Regions from separate parts of the Lactuca sativa genome. Here region 2 is linked to region 1. A link is a contact called in public Hi-C data. All regions are on one chromosome and are shown on one strand. The core of a region is the stretch at or near the end of the contact, and the rest is flanking DNA. Distances in the headings are between cores, read along the strand shown. Region 1 holds the start of LOC111918752 (AT-hook motif nuclear-localized protein 1). Region 2 holds the start of LOC111918749 (ACT domain-containing protein ACR8).

Region 1 (2,730 bases), core at 150-2,649:
AAACCCCACACTATAATAAAAGCAAAGTCTTGATCTTTACAAGTGTAGCTAAATATAGAGAGTGACACTACAATACAACTCGTTACTTCTTGCAACCTTAATCAAACCAAACCTAGGTTTTTCGAAAAAGATTTCATTAAACATGTTTTTTTCTTGTCATGTATACGTATGTTATGTATGTATGTATATATATCCCAAAAGGTAAGCAACAAAAATTAGAATCGTCTGTTGAAGATTCACTCACCAACTTCCCCACAAAAAGCAGAGGGCTTCTAGAACTATTCTATTAACATCAAGATCTATGTTGGAGGGGTTCTATTCATTTAGGTCCCACTTTCTAATCAAAACCCTTGAAAATCTTGAAATTATTTCATCAGATCAAATAATACCCACTTCACATTAACATAAAAACATAAAAGACTCGAACTTTAACAAGAAAAACAAAACCTTTATTTCCAGATGTTTACCTAAAGGTTGTTCCATTTCTTTGGGTCGTCGTTGTTCGTGTTTTGCAGCGGAGTCGGGCCGGATTTTGCCTCTTTTTACGGTGGAGAAATCGATCACTGGCGGCGGCGGAGGCGCGGCGGAGGAGATGGGTTTTGGAGATAACGCCTTTCTGACAGATCCATCTTCAGCATACTTCCTGGGTCTGCCTCTTTTTTTCTTTTCTGTTAATGGTGTTACGCCTGCCGGCGGTGGAGCCGCCGGATACGACGGAGAAGTGGCGGCCATAGCGGCCATTTGGGCTGTGATTGATTGAGGCTTCGGTGTGGTGGTAGGGAGCTTGGTGGGTGTCTCAGTTCTCGGAGAAATATGGTAATCGGAGGGTGCATCTGATCCAACCACTGTAACACCGCTGTTATTCATTTCGCTTCCCTCAATCATCAAACAATATTTTTATAACAAAAAAAAAAAGACTAAAAATCAAGAAACACAGAGGATTCAGGAAGAACACATTGATTTTCTATAATCTTTTATTTAAAAAAAAAAACCTAAAAATATTTAATGAGATTTTCCAGTTTTTAATAGTAGAACTGAAAACCCAAAACCCAGAAACTTTTAAACAAAAAGATTCGAAATTGAAAATCTTTTTTGAAGAAACAAAATTCTGGGAAGCTCTTTTCGTTGAAGTGAGATCAACGAACAGAAATACAGAGGCTTTTCATATGAAAAATTGTAGAAAATTAAATAGATGAGCCAGTAGTATGCATGAGGAAGATGATCAATAATTTTAATTTGAATAAAAAGAAAAGAAAAACAATTTTTTGATTTTTGAGGAATAATGGGGGTAGAGTATGAGTATGAGAAGATAAAGATTGAATTTCTTTTCTGAGATGTATCGAAAATTGTGGGTGTTTTTAGATGTTAAAGCTATTTTGGGTTGCTTAGTTTTCTCAAGATTGTCTGAATTATAAATTAAAAATAAAAAAATATATTAAAAGAGGAAAAAAGAAATTATTTAATGTTGGGCTTTAATTATCAACTATTAAAGTGGAAAATATTATGTATTTTGGTTAATAAATGGGTTGAAGTCCGGTGAAAAGAAAAGTGAAATTAGGTTGCCAAGGCATGAAGACAACCATACCTCTTTAAAAAAAACAAATTATTTAATTATATTTGATTTTTTATAAACATAATTTAATATATCATAAAAGTATATAAAATATAGTTATTCATATACAAACAAAGAAAGGTGAATGAAAACAATTGAAATTTAGAAAATAGCATATTATTCGTATTAAAGAATATAAATTATTTTAAAGGCCATCTTGGTTTCTACCCCAAAACAATGAACCTCAAATTCATACTTTTAAATTACTCAATTTTATTTTGCCCTCTTTCTTACTTTTTATAAGTTCTAGGCTTTCTTTAATTAATATAAAGAGTTAAAGACTATTGAACAATAAACAATTATCTTACTTATAATATTTAAATTTAAATAAAATAAGAAGAATATATGAAAACAAACAAGATATTTTAAAATAAATTAAATGGATTGTTTAAAAAAAGAAAAAAAAAACAAATTTAACCTAATTTACTATTTTATTTTGTTTTTTTGTCTAAAATAACCAAAAAAAAAAAAAGAAATAAACCAATAACTAATAAAATTAAAATAACATATCATATTTATTGGGCTGTGATTAGTCTATGTACCTATAATATTTAAGGTTGAAAAAAAATATCCTTACTTATACATTTTCAAATGAGTTAATGAAAATGTTGTATGAGTTAAAAAAACTAGATTGGTTAGACAATTTTCAACTTATTTTTTTTTAAATAAAATAAAAAATAAGATAAATAGTGTTTCATTTCTAATCCTATTCCATTTTTACTTTATTTTTACCCTTAAAAAGTATATTTCATTCTTCCAACTTATATAAATTGTTAAATACACCCTCTTCTGTTAATTTGGTTTTAACAAATATATAATCTATATTTTTTTCATTACAATAATATTAAAAAATAAGATTATATTTATAACACTTAATTATAAGTTTTTTTTTTTTGTAAAACACGTTATTGTGTTTTAAAATTTCAATATAATATGTATTTAAATTTTAATATGAATTTGATAAACAAAAAACAAACTTTATATTTATAATTAATTAATATAATTTAATGTGTACCACAATATTATAAGTATTAAATATTACATTTTAATTATAATTAGTAGATAAAAAAAACCAGAAATATATAAATATATAAAAAGAATGACTAAAATCGACAACT
Region 2 (2,730 bases), core at 133-2,632, 270 kb after region 1:
GTTCTTCAATTGGGGAACCGGAATTACAATCTTTTAGATGGATTATCGCTGCAATTCTGCCGTTGTGTGTCCATACTTTTGATTCGATGATGTCGCAGTTGAGCTCTGATAAAACTGCAAAAACTTCCGATAGAAGGCCGACTCTGTCTGTGCCTGTGAGTTCTAGGGCTGTCATTCCGTCAATCGACTTTGATTTTGTTCTGTTAACGGTTCCGAGAGATTGTTGAATGCAATTGATGATGCTTTCGTCTGTTAATTTGTTGCCATCCAAATTTGTGACATGGAAGACTGTAGATGATGATGATGAGATTGAAAGTGTAATTAGTAACGAAAAGATGCAAACAGGAAAATCTGACAAAATGATTAAAGGATTTTGTTAATTGGAAAAGGTAAAGGTGGAATAGTAGATTACCATCCATGTTCCATCTTCCATCGGAGGAGACGTAACCTTTTTTGATGGAAAGGTTTAGATCTGTGAGGACTTGAACTGCTTCGAGAAGAATTCCGTCTTTCCTGACACTGTCAATCTGAAATCAAAGAAAAAAATGGCGTGAGTCAAACAAATTCGTTGAAAATATGAAAAATTCAAAGTTTGATCGAAGAAATATAGAAGTTGGTCAACAAACTTTGAAACTTACCATGATGCGTGTTGCGTCCACACAACCGGCATTGTCAATCATGACCCTGGCAAAGAGATATGAAACAGACAAATCAGCAAACGCGCAGACTGAAAGGAAATTCAAATTTTGAACTTGAACTTGAAAATTAGGGCAAAATAAGGAAAATTAGTATTGAAAAGTCACAAGTGGATTTTGAATGCAACTTCTGGATGAATTTGTTCTCAATATCTTTGAAAAGTCAAAGAAATTCCGATCATTAGGTCTTAAAATATTATTAAACACAAGACTTAATTCTTGCAGGTAAGAATTTTTCGCTTCGATCTAAACCGAATCAACTTCAAAGTTCAAACCGACATGTTCAAAAAACTTACTCAGAAATCACAAATACAGAAAACAATGATGCGAAAACGAAGAACAAATTAACTTACCGAGGAGTGTTCATACGAACAACAAGCTTTTCATACTCTTCCAAAAACGGTCTCCGGTCCATTTGCATCATCTTCTCTTCTTCTTCAGGCGACGAAATTGTCAGTAACTTATGGATCAGAAGACTTTGCTTTGAAGTGGTTTTTTATGGAGGGAATGGGTTGAAGAGAGAAAGGAAACAAAACAAAAGAGTACAGCTAATAGAGAGCCCAAATTTGAAGAAATTGTTAGCTTTATCGACTAAATCGCCATGAAAGATCACCTCTCTCTTTGTCTCTCTAGAATTACAAAAAGAAGCACTGCAACACGCTTTTCGGTTAATTGTCTCCCTGTGGGTTTAAGTCTTATTTATATTGAAGGCAACAAGTTTCTTAAATAATATGAAAAAGTAAATAAATATATATACGAAAAGGACACCAAGTGGATTTTGTAAAATCGTTCTTTAAATGACTTTATAAATATGAATATAGAAACTTTAGTCATATTGGAAAGATTTTTTTACCATGATTAAATAATTAGCTTTTCAATAAATAAGCTTGTTTATTAAACAAACAAAATACACAAAAATGACAAAAATATAATGGAATTATTGTAGTATGGCCTATTAAATATTAAAAACAAAAAAAAAACTAAATTATATTAATTGATAAAATAAGGAATTTACTTTTTATTTATTATAAGTAATATTTTTTGTATTAAAATATATTATAAATATAGAGTTAGAGTGTATGGCTATTAAAGTTGGAGATTATATTTATTTAAAAATAGAAAGTATTTTATAAAATCTAAAATCTAAATAACGTTCAATTTAGAAAACTGTTTATTCGGGTGCCCGGGGACAACTGCCCGAAATTTGGCTTGATTTTCAATTTCTTTCAATATAAGTCAACTTGACACGTGTCAAGGAAATGGATGCCATGTAGGACCGTGATTGGGGCCCGCACGTGCTCCTTTGCTTGCCTTCAACTTCAAACCATGGGTAGCATTTAAAATGAAGCAACGGCAGGGGACTGCCACGTGGAAAATATTAATTTAAATTTGAATTTAATTAAAAATGTTATAAAAAATAACTAACGACCCGACGGCCACACTTTGACAACAACCGTCTATAAATTGGATTTTCCGTTGTCTAAAATTAACGCCGGTTTTTGTTTTTGTTTTTATATATTTTTTTTAATTCGTAAAATTTTTATTGTTATATGAATCAACTAGGGTTTCTTGTATTTATCTTTGGAAGATTTGGAAGATATGCGCTGGCCAATGAAATTTAATTAATTAACAGAATAAAGTTTTAATATGGAATATTATGTTTTTAATGCGTTTAGTTGATTTTATAAGATCATTAAGTCAATTTGTTTCTAATTTTAGCATGATCAAGTTAAGTAAAAATCATATCACAAGTTATTAAATACGTAAGATATGTTTAATTGCCATATAAGTGCAGAATATGATTTTGCAATAATACAATTGACAAGGATCTATGACATTAACAAAATATAAAGAAAACGTGATCTTCAATTATTCTAATTTTGGTGTTTTAATATTTGCAACCTACTCTTTATTTTTAGTATTTTTCAAATTATGAAAATTTCTTAAAACATTTCAATTGTGACATATTTGTAGCTTTATTTCAACTTTAATTTTATTAGATTATATGAAACTCATCAAATTATCAATTTCTAAC

Evidence for each region. A called contact is a pair of places that touch in the nucleus more often than the background predicts.
Region 2: a contact with region 1 is called in a Hi-C map of leaf, with 6 times the contacts expected there. The contact joins the promoter of LOC111918749 here to the promoter of LOC111918752 in region 1. A contact is called at or near these places in 2 of 4 Hi-C or Micro-C datasets (leaf and seed).

What each region holds. Positions count from the first base shown.
Region 1 is chr6:14,562,562-14,565,291 of Lsat_Salinas_v11, forward strand. LOC111918752 (AT-hook motif nuclear-localized protein 1) reads right to left here and starts at 1,400. Exons shown (of 5, transcript XM_023914372.3): 1 at 468-1,400. The coding sequence starts at 885.
Region 2 is chr6:14,828,461-14,831,190 of Lsat_Salinas_v11, forward strand. It overlaps LOC111918749 (ACT domain-containing protein ACR8), which reads right to left and starts at 1,383. Exons shown (of 5, transcript XM_023914370.3): 1 at 1,049-1,383; 2 at 639-684; 3 at 413-527; 4 at 1-288. The coding sequence starts at 1,119.